3 separate regions of the Mus musculus genome follow, and regions 1 and 3 are each linked to region 2. The links are chromatin contacts, called in public HiCAR-type and HiChIP or PLAC-seq maps. All regions are on one chromosome and are shown on one strand. The core of a region is the stretch at or near the end of the contact, and the rest is flanking DNA. Distances in the headings are between cores, read along the strand shown. Region 1 overlaps Crppa (CDP-L-ribitol pyrophosphorylase A). Region 2 holds the start of Sostdc1 (sclerostin domain containing 1). Region 3 holds the start of Ankmy2 (ankyrin repeat and MYND domain containing 2).

Region 1 (3,468 bases), core at 940-3,439, 160 kb before region 2:
AAAAGTAACACTCCAAGTTTTCTTTCTCCTGTTTCCAAATGTACTTTAATTATCAGTGTTGGTATTTAGTACAAATCAGGAAGGAAGTAAAGAAATACACATTTAAACTTGAAAGACTATAGCAAAACTCTGAATTTGAAATGCAGTAGAAATAGCTTAGATAGATGTGACCTATAGGAGATTATAAGGAGCAGCCTTAACCAATGTTTCTCAAATATGAATTATAATGCAATTAACTTGGGTTCTTAGCAAAACACATTCTGACTCACATGGGAGTGGGATTGATGACTATAATCTCAGGGTGTCTAAAAATCACATGACTACTGACTTGGCTACCTAGAGAGTATGAAGGCCCCAGAAATGTGGACCTATGTAGGCCCAGTAACATCAGAATCGCCTCTAAAGTCCTAGAAACAAATGCCTTAAAGAATAAGGAAGCTCATTATTTAGTTTCCAACTAAGTCAACTGCTTAAACCTAGTCATGTAAGCTCACTCAGAATAAACTAGAACACCTTGAAAATACCACGTTAGAAACTGTTACCTAAACAAGATAACAAATAGCTTAAAATATTTGTTTTTGCATGGCTGCTGGCTCTGATAATATGTGGGGAAAGTATTACAACCTGGAAAATCAGTAGTTGAGACAGTAATCTCCTTGCTGCTCACACTGCCCCTCTCCCTAAGCAATGCACAGCTTCCTTAGAAGTACAATCAAACTGAGTTTTCTACGTCTTTATGTTAAAAGCATAAACAACCACAGCACAACTTTGCCAACTGCTCACAAAGAAATATTTATACATTGCCTGGCTGATACGTAAATATATGTCAACTTTTTGATTTATGGTTATAGATTAACTATTTACAAGCACAGAAACACAAATTATATGACATTAATTGTTTGAAACAAAATATTCTTGAAGGAAAACAAATCTGAGGGTAACTAAAACACAGTCTCACAATTACAGAGAGCTCAGCTTTCCACATGCGAGCCAACTGCTTGCCTACAACTCTAAAAGGAAGCTACACATCTGGGTCAAGGGCTACCCACCCCAGCAAGAGACTGAATTTAAAACTTTACTTCTCACCCGAAACTTGAGCGTTATCATTTTGCTCAGAGTCTAATTTGGAAAAGAACAGTCACCAGCTTCCTGTTGTCCCGAGGACAGAGGGAACACCCCTTGTCTCACTACTAAAATCGGATGTTTAAAAGGGAGTTCTCAATCCGAGACAACTTTATCCCCTGTGACATTTGACAGTTTCATGAGATAATTTTCATGGCCACAGACATGGTGTAAAGGAGAGGGGGCAGTGTGGCACTGAGGGGGCACCTCAGTGGTGTGTGTGGCTTTGGGTACTACCAGACAACGCACTAAACCCTCCTGAGATCCAAGGATCTCCTACACATCCAGGATGCGGCTGAGCTTGAGAACTCTGACTGGAACCATAGAGCCTGCAGAACACAGAGAGAATTCCCTTTCTGTGTGCTGATTACATTCCCAGCACACTAGTAAGTACTGGCTGGGTGTTAAATACACTATGTGGCATCTTAAGGGCAATATAGTGATGAAAAGCAAGCATTATTCCCAAATACACGGTCATGTTCCTTGAAAAAAATATATATATAATGCAGGCGTTGTCAGAAAAATAAGTTTGTTTTGGATTTTTTTGTTTGTTTGTTTTAAAAGTCATCCATTTCAAATTCTCTAAGTTGTACAAACTATTATATGGAAGGCACTCCTTGATGCTCTGACAGGATAGTGCAGAGGCCAGGGACAGCCTTCCATACATTAAACAGGAGGGACCTTCCCAGGCTTATTGAAATATCAGTATATATAGTTCCCTTTCTGATAGGATTGATGCTCCATACTTAATAGGCTGAAGTCTTTCTTTTATGAAAATTAAAATCAATGTGGTATAATAAGTGGTGTTTCACAAGCAGGAAACAAAATAAAATGCAATTTTCAAAACACAAATCAGAGATCTCCGTGGCTGCCAAACATCTGTCCACCTAAAATGTCTGGGATTTAACTGTCTCTAGAAATCCTCAGTGGCCTCACATCTGAAGCTCAGGCGCTGACAGTCACAAGGTTGAACACACCTTTAATCATGGCTTCAGCTGCACACAGGTCTTGTTTGTAGGTCACCTAAAGGACAGATAAACCTCATTAGGCTCAACAGAGCAGGCAGGAATGTGAGAGCTGTAAAACAAAGCCCCAAGGGAATTCTTCCCTCGGGAGAAACTGCACACACCACACAAGCCATTTCCAAACCAAAGAGCCATTAGACGTTCACATTAAATCAAATCCAATTTCAACAAATTATGAAGATCTAAGCCTTATATCTTTGACTAAGTTATGATAGCACGTAGCAGTGGTTACTGAAATATGATTATTATAACTGGTGTCAAAGGAAATGCATAAGGGTTCAAACAGAAGTATGCACACCACTGTTGTATAAGGTTTCACACTGGAAAAGAAAGAGGTAAGGAAGAAAGGAGAAAGAGGGAGGAAAGAAGGGCTGCGAGGCTGAGGGAGGAAGAGAGTCTCCAAATAGCAAAAGATGACCAGCTCCATTCTAAGCTGAAATTCTCAAAGACCAATTTACATCTAAAGGGACTTCGGAATTCTGAAGGTCATTGTAAAACGGGTTGGTTGCACCTTGTGAAATTTTTCTTAAAGCACAGCCTCTATAAAAAGAATCTATAGGGTACCACAGTGCACCTAAGGACAATGATGCACTTTCCTTAATAGCAAACAGCTTGCTCATAATTGCACCCTGCTTGTTGTAAGGTAACCTTCCACAGTATGCATATCCGGTCTATGGCAGATCCTTCCCAAGGGCCATCCAGTAAGTTCAGATGCAGAACACCTGCAAATTACTGATTTATACCATGGAACTAGAACACACAGTGAACAATAAAATAGTATCAAGTCGGTACAATAAGGTTCGATGGGCACATCTCTCAAATGCCCAGTTAATTAACAATGTCAGTGGCCTCAACTTTGTCATGTAAAATGTTCACCTAACTAGTCCCTTTCCAGACTGTCAGGTTGGTTTTGTTTTGTTTTCTCTAAATGATCTCTGCCATGATCTTGCTTAGCTCAAGTAGACCAGGGCACATGTATAAAGTAAATTCCCCTGCCAGGCTTTACCCTAGCAGGCAGGTTTGATGATGCCATACTCTTTTTTTCACTGCAGTAACAGCAAACACAGAAAGACAGATGGAAGTCTACTGGACCAATTTACTGATCTATTAAAAACAAAGATGCCATTACTCTGCCAGCTGTACAGAAAGTACAACTCACTGTTCTCTGTGACCCTTGGCACTGCAGTTACTCTCCACAGTCCATTTCTGCGGTCTATGAAACAAGAACATGCTCAGTCTATGGATTTCCCAACTGTGATGTATCTGATTCCAATAAGTGTTTACAGAAAGGGTTATAAAGTGATCTAGATGCCCTTCACTC
Region 2 (3,697 bases), core at 411-2,910:
GAACATCTACTTTAAGGCTCATAGACTAAAGGAAGTGTGCAGCATATGCCTGCATATGTATGTACATACGGAGCTAAAGTTAGAGACGGAGATGAAAGGGTTAACGGTTTGGCTGGACAATGTGCTAGGCTTGCCTGCTTTTGATTCCAGCTCACCTTCCTACAGCTGCCTTAGGAATGTACCTGGAAACAGCCAGCAATAATTTTGACTCTCCTGGCTTTTTGTTCCTCATGTATAAGGTTGGGCATTGTTGTGGTGACATTTCTCACATTGACAATGAACACCCACCACACTTTTCAGTAACCTGGTACTGCTCAGACAGACACTTCCTATGCTCTGAAATTAACTACATGCAAGGAAAACACTTCAGTTTTCTTAGTGGGATATGACCAGTCATATACGGTATGACTTTTCAAAGGTCAAAACGCTTTTACACAGTTGGATGGAGTTTAAGGTGGAGGGGCAGAGATTTGTGTAAGGTTTCCTGTACACTGTTTCTCTGCCTTTCTTCACATTCCTTACTAACAGAAATCTTTTAAAGGAAGAGAATAGAGCAAAAGTTAGAGGAAGAAATTTGAACCCCTCTAACTAGTAGTCACTTGACGTGTATGTCAATTAAGCAAACAGAAAAGGGTAAAGAAATACTCCCTGTGCCAAACATTAGCATCCTATTATGTAAAATCTCCTGTTACAAATATATACCCAGTCTTTCACAGAAACATACAATTGTCTCAATTTGACCTGTTGAATAAAGAACAATTTGGAAAACCATGATGCTCCAACGTTTTGTAGTATAGACCCGTTTAACAGTGGACATCAAGTCTTTACACCTCTCCAAACTAGACATATTTTAGACATCTGTGTGAGCAATTCCATATTTCCTGAAAGCTTCCTTTCATCCATTGTGATTCCCTATACATAGTTCCGGTTAGTTACCTTTAGACACTTCACCAGATTCCTGCACGATCTGAAATTAGCAAAGTGTAAGACGCCATGAACTTAAACTGCACACAGAACCACACTTTAAAGAAGTCTCCCTTTTGCAGAGTTTTTAAAAAGCAGCAGTTCAATACCTCGATGCATTTTTCTGTGGGCACTGGATAAACCATGTCTCTGCTTGCATTATCAAGCCACCGGCTTAATTTGTATTAACTCTAAAATCACTACCCAGGAAAGAACGCCAGCCTACACATGCACCAGATTGCTCCCAGATTGTTTTTGCAAAAGCGTAGATGGTTCACGTTAGTTTACAGCAAAAGCATTCTACAGGAGTGGGAGCTGATGCTCCCCAAAAGGAAAAAAAAAATCTGTACAAGTAAAACACACTTACTGTTTCGATCCAGTCCAGTGCTACTGAAATGCCTGCCTCCATTCCTGGCTTGATTCAGGGTGCTGTTGCTGCTGGGGTGTGCCGGGACAGGTTTAACCACATGTGAATAAAGGATTTCTGTGGCATCATTTTTAAAAGCCAAACAGTTTCTCATCAGGATGCAGAGCAGGGGAATGAGAGAGAGATGAATGGCAGGAGGAAGCATGATGAGTGGAGGATTTGCTGGGCTGAGGAGCCGCTAATTCTTTCCCCCTTGCTTCTGCACTGTGGACTGTGGAATCCCTTCCCAAGGTTCCCTTTATATAGCCAGAGGCTTGGCGTTCATTCAGGTGTAAAGTTGTGTAGGGCTTCGGAGTGAAAACACAGAGAAGGGGTGGGATCCCTACTTGACCCTGCAAAAGAATTTTACCAATGGAGAAGACGGGCTGCAGAAGAGGAGGGGCTTGCTACACAAATTGCCTGCGATTTCAGAGTTGGGCTTTACTGGTCTACGAGCTGAAGCAGGCAAGGCACAGCCCTGTCACAACTGCTACCACTTGCTCCTCAGCCAGGTCCTCTCCGGAGCCTAGGTTCATGGTCAAGTTTAATGGAAGGAAAAGTAGGTTGCTGTTCACATAAAGAGACAGAGTTTATTTTATTTTTCACACTTTTGTTCTCTATTCCCCTCAGATTAAAGAAAATTTGGGGCCTGAAGGGGCTTCTTCCCCAAAAGTTAGAAGAAGCCATATGAGTTTTTGAGTAGTGTCAGACTTGAGTAAAAGATCTATTTAGTTAAATATGTTTTGTCTCTTAAGAAGAAAACCTTTTTCCCCTCTCTTTTCTCATAAAGAGGAAGACACAGAGCTAAAACCTGCCCTCTGGACACACTTAAGTAATGCTGCTTTGATCTGCAGGAGCAACTGTCCTGCTAGGTAAATTACTGCCAGCGGTCCTGGTACTGCCAGCGGTCCTGAGTGTGTGTGTTGGGGGGTTGGGGGGTGTAATGAGCAGAACTCTGTCTGAATTAAATTAACTCATATCAGTTTTCATCTTAAAATATGTCAGCAAGGTTTAGCATTCTGCATGTCTCTTGCCCAAAAGAAAACCATTTTCTATTTATTACCCTTTACCAATTCAAAATATTTCTAGATTGTTCATATACTGCAGGTCCTGAGTTATATTTGTATTTGTCAAACATTGGTTTTGGTAACTTCCTTTGAGTCTGCTGCCTAAGTAAGTGCTGTCACCGTCTGGGCTGCTTTATTTCCATCTGACAGAGCTACTCCATGGGTTCTTTAACTCTGAAAACAAAGGGTCTAGCAGTATGAGTCAGCATGGAAGGGCACCTGCAGCCAAGCTTGGCAATCCTGAGTTCAGCATCGGAACCCACATAACAGAAGGAGAGTGGCCTCTGGGACTTTGTCCTCTAGCCCTCACATGTGTGCTGTGGCATGAGTATAGAAGCCTAAGATAAAGAAATGATTTTAAAAGAAAAGCAGGTTTCATCGGATCTATTAAGCATCTTGACTGGGACAACTTTCAAATTGCCTGTTCAATGATAAATCCAATTTTAATGGTCAGTGTGGCTGTTAGAAAAATGTCTTAGTATTTTGTATCTCTCTCCTTTATAAGTTCTTGTCCATTATAACTGCTATCCACCACCACCTCTCCTTCCTTCTTCCTTAACTGTACATATCAACAGTGGCACCTACTGACATTTTGGAACCAGCAGTTCCTTATTATATAGGCACTTCTATGCATCTTTACTACTGTCCTTGGCTTCTACCCAGTAGCTGTCTGCTGTAAGGAAAAATTCTGCTACTGCCAAATTTCTCCCGGCGTGTCAAAACCGTCCCTGATTAAGAACTAACAATGTTCTGCTTATTATTATAAAAAGAAAGTAAGCATACGAATAGAAGACTAGAATAGAAGACTAAGCATTAAATAAGAAGTGTTCTCTTTTTTCCCAGGGTACTTTGATTTTATTTTAGAAAGTATGACTGCTTATCCTTTAGAGATATAAAATATCCATGGGTTAAAACAAGATGGTGTCGGGAATAGGTGTCAAGATAATACAGTGGGGGGTAGTTAGGATTGTGGTGTTGTAAACTCACATGGGTTGAGGGCTGGCAGAGCATGATATATTCTGTTTACTCTTACATATCTTAAAAATTCTACAAAATAAAAAATTGAAAATCAGAGCCAAAGAATCAATGTTATGTATCACCAGTAGGTGGATTTCTTATTGTTGTATATGATAATTTATTACTTTAAGATCCTTCCTGGAACATGATAAATTAGATTATTTTGTAGGCTATATGTCAAGCATCCTTCCAAAATGGCATGAAGAATTCTTGTCCTGCATTAAGCGACTTCATGTTAATTGTA
Region 3 (3,693 bases), core at 973-3,472, 160 kb after region 2:
GCTCCTCTTCCTAGATGGCTCTAACTTGTGTCAAATTCACACACACACACACACACACACACACACACACACACACACGCACGCACGCGCACACACACACCTAATTCAGACACACAGTTAATGACCATTCCATGATACGTCATACTACAATTCAGAGAAAACAAAATAAACAAACACCCAACGTTAGCTCTTCTAGATTAAATGGATGAGGACATGCCATGTCTTCAAAATGTCAATGTTGGCTGATCTTCTCCTATCTGCCAGTATTTTCTGAGAGCAATAACGATCCAAAATCCTGAACATGACAAGAATGTATCACTAAGTAAATCCACCTTGTATCTTTGTTCATAGGCTTAGGGGATTAAACCAATGAAAGCCAGCACCTGTACTCTCACAAACCTAGAGGATGAGGTGGCCCAAGAAATACAAGTAATAAGCACACTAATTATGCTTGATACAACCTTAGAATAAATCCATCCAAGAATTCATACTTCTCCTTTCACACACATATTTTCTCCAGCTGCCAATGGGTTTTCACTTTCAAGTGAACATGTGATAGCATTGGCTTGTTTAAAACCAGAATTCCTATCCCTGGTGGATTATGGGTTGAAAGCTGTCCTCTCTTAATTTTGATTGGTACAACAGGCACACAGCCGGGGCTCCAGTTCACTAACCTAAATCCCAGACCCACTAAAGGGAGCAAGAAACTAACCTAGAGACGGCATGAAAGCCAGAACTCATTGACAGCCATGCAGTTCATAGAATAAAAATCCAACCCAGAGCTCTGAGATTTCCAGCAAATATTGATTACCGTGAGAATCATGACTGATTTAGAAGTGAGATCAGTTCCTAGTCGCCTGCTGAGTTCAAACCATTGTTTTCTCTTCTCATACTCTTTAGACACGTGGACAGTCCTTGTTAGGAAGAATACATTTGTCTTCCTATCTGTGATTCTAGATGAGTTTGGCTAAGTAGAAAACTGTAAACCCAGGAGCTCTGTATTACAATGTCTGGCTTCTCTGTCATTCGAGGGCACATGTTTAATTTTTTCACTTAAAGCATCCACATTAATCATGCCCACAGGCACCGCATCCTCTTCTCAGCAAAGTGACAGTGCACGTGGTCACGCTGATGTTACCTGCCAGGTAACGGGGATGCGGCCAGGAACTCATTTGGGACATGCACTCAGGGACTGGTGGGGAAACATGGCTTCTAGTTGGCTTCCTTCCTGCAAGCTGCACAGAGGAGGCGTGGCTCGAATCCACAAAGTGGACTGGGAAGCACCAAGGAGCTCAACAAGATCACTTGAGGTCTAACATCGGACCAAGGTCAGTCGTGTCTGTGGGTGCCTGCGCCGACCTGGGCTACAGGAAGCCAGCCACAGAAGGCCTTGATGCAGAAAGCTCAGGGCGGAACATGCAGAGCGAGTTCTGTGCCCTTATAAAGAACCCCTGTTGCTGAAAGCTCCCTCCACCCGCAGCAGGGGCGGGGATCTGCAAGGGATCCAGATCCTTAAGCCTCCGGAAGTCGAAAGGGCCCTTTATACACCCGACTTGGAGCCTAGAACTACCAGGCCACTGCGGTCTTGACTGATTACGGTCAAAACATCCAATGAGCTGGCAAGCATGCATACGCAAAGACAGGCGCCCAGGGCCACGCGTGACTGTCTAAGATGTGTAGTGACAGTCGGTCGATTTCCAAAAAGCTGATTTAGAGGTCTAAGCTCGGCAACCTAGATCTGATGGCCTCAATTTTTCTGCCTCCCATCTCCCCGCCCCTGCAATCGGTCCCCAGACAGAGACAGAAAGGCTTTTTCCGGATTGCAAGTTGCCCAAGGTCCTCCGGGCCTAGGGCGCGCTCCAGGCTCCTCAATGCCCTGAGACCAGGTGTGCAGCACCCGGATACCAACCCTGCACCCGTACCTTTCCCGATCACTTCCAGCAGTTCCTTTTCCTCCTGGGTCAGCTCGCCTTTCTTTATGTGACCCATCGTTCCCGCCAGCTTGACGCTTATTCTATTTCTTTGGAAAGGTTTTTTAAAAAAACAAGAGACGTGTATGCGTCGTGGAAGACCGCCACAGCAAGGCAACTCGAGGCCGGAGCAGCAGCCCAGTGAAGTGGCAGAGTCGCTAGGGTCTCACGGCTGGGGGCTGGCGGGTGCGGCGAGCTTGAGCGAGCCGGGCTGGCGCTCTCCACAAGTCCCGCCCCCGCGCCTCAATGGCCAGGTCGGGAGGAGGAGCTGCAAGAGGCAGCAAGCGACTCCAATTGGAGCAACCTACGAGGTCCAAACCAAAAGGAGACATTTGGAAGGGGATTCAATACATCTTCTAGGTTTCCTATTCCCATGATAACCTATTAAGAAGTACAGGGACACAGGGTTCCTTGGATTCTAAGGATAGAAGTTCTCTGCCTGGTAGTGACTTCTGTGGGCACGTGCGGAGGCATTGGGATGCAGCTAGACGGGCTGCACTGCCCCTAAGAGTGGCGCGGTTCGGGCAAGGGGCGGGGATAGGGCGGGGCCGGGGCAGGAGGCGGAGCTACACCGGGTTCTGTGTGTCTGTGTCAATGTGTCTGTCCTTCACTCCTCCATTGTCTGCCTCAGCCACTGCCGCCGCCACTGCTGCTGCAGGATCCGCCGCAGCCACCAGTCTCGCGCGTCGTCGCTCCCTCCTTGGACAGGTAAGAGGTGATCAGGTGGGGCGGCGGGAGCCTGAGAGTTGAGCGAGCAGTGACCGCCTCCGAGCCAAGGGGTCCCAGCGGGCTGGAGCTGGCGTGGAGGAAGCATGTGCCACCTGGGGCGGTTGCCTTCCTCTTCATAGAGGAGCCCCCGCGCCGCGCCATCATCCATGCACGTACTGTGTATTAGTGCCTCTCGAGCGAGACCTAGACCTCGCTACGTTTGTCCGCCCCAAGAGCTCCGGGGACCGCGGGCCGGCCGTAAGCTGGCCACGCGGTGAAAGTGGCGGGTGCACATGGTCTCGTGCGTGGCGATCCCCGGGGAGGCCCACTGCCGGGAGGTGAGGGGAACACCCCATGACCAGCGACACTGGGAGAGGCTCGGAGAAGGTAAATTTCTTTTTGCAAACCTAGCCCTCCCCAGTACTTGTCTGTCATTTCTTGCCCTCTGTGGAAGCCATGGAACCTGGACCTGTGGTGTTCGCTAAGGATATTTAGAAGCGACTTACAACTGCTCTGATACTTTGTTGGGGTGTGGGGGTCTTTTTTGCTCTGAGAGAGCTGCCTGTCTTTATAACTCAGGTTTGGGGATTTATGGAACTAGGGAGGGTAGGCTGGAGAGGGCGGGGATTAAATTGGTGTTGCTGTCTATATATAGCCTTAGATTAGTTTCTTAATCCAGCCTTCATTCAACTGTGGTGTGGCTCCTGGAGCGTCCACCGTAGGTAGATAAGAGGTGAATATCGTGTGTACCTTTCTGTGCCTCCGATGCAAGGTACGCTTAAGAAAATATTCAATCATTCCTCCAAGATGCTTATCTGTAGCGTTCTACAGCGTCAATCACTGCTTCTTCGGAAATGACTGTTTAGTTTTGCTGTTGTTTCTCAACAGACTGGTATTGATGTTTCCGTTAAAACACAATTGTGCTAGGGAGAAATACTTGAATAATCATGTAGGTGGTTTTTATTAAGTAGCCCCAGGATCGCTCTTTCATTCCACGGTGCCAAGAATGATGTGA

Evidence for each region. HiCAR-type assays count read pairs that join an accessible place to other places. HiChIP or PLAC-seq counts read pairs in DNA pulled down with a chosen protein or histone mark.
Region 1: a contact with region 2 is called in a HiCAR-type map of kidney, with 32 times the contacts expected there. The contact joins the enhancer-like site here to the promoter of Sostdc1 in region 2. A contact is called at or near these places in 3 of 39 promoter capture datasets (the 3T3-L1 cell line, hematopoietic stem and progenitor cells and liver), 3 of 484 Hi-C or Micro-C datasets (cortical neurons and epidermal suprabasal cells) and 2 of 115 datasets of contacts at active chromatin or transcription factors (embryonic stem cells and kidney).
Region 3: an H3K4me3 HiChIP or PLAC-seq map of embryonic stem cells shows a contact between it and region 2, with 6 times the contacts expected there. The contact joins the promoter of Ankmy2 here to the promoter of Sostdc1 in region 2. A contact is called at or near these places in 3 of 484 Hi-C or Micro-C datasets (centrocytes, embryonic stem cells and epidermal suprabasal cells), 2 of 115 datasets of contacts at active chromatin or transcription factors (the 230-238 cell line and embryonic stem cells) and 1 of 9 other capture datasets (liver).

What each region holds. Positions count from the first base shown.
Region 1 is chr12:36,475,377-36,478,844 of GRCm38.p6, reverse strand. It overlaps Crppa (CDP-L-ribitol pyrophosphorylase A), which reads right to left. Exons shown (of 10, transcript NM_178629.6): 5 at 2,100-2,145. Among named protein-coding and RNA genes, the nearest start is that of Crppa, 96 kb to the right of the region's middle. Within about 2 kb of position 2,189, at least 20 of the 459 cell types and tissues checked have an H3K27ac peak or open chromatin away from gene starts, as enhancers often do. A contact at or near this core is called in kidney, where this site is marked.
Region 2 is chr12:36,312,132-36,315,828 of GRCm38.p6, reverse strand. It overlaps Sostdc1 (sclerostin domain containing 1), which reads right to left and starts at 1,660. Exons shown (of 2, transcript NM_025312.3): 1 at 1,331-1,660. The coding sequence starts at 1,535.
Region 3 is chr12:36,155,653-36,159,345 of GRCm38.p6, reverse strand. Ankmy2 (ankyrin repeat and MYND domain containing 2) reads right to left here and starts at 2,222. Exons shown (of 10, transcript NM_146033.3): 1 at 1,923-2,222. The coding sequence starts at 1,989. It overlaps Bzw2 (basic leucine zipper and W2 domains 2), which reads left to right and starts at 2,521. Exons shown (of 12, transcript NM_025840.3): 1 at 2,521-2,678.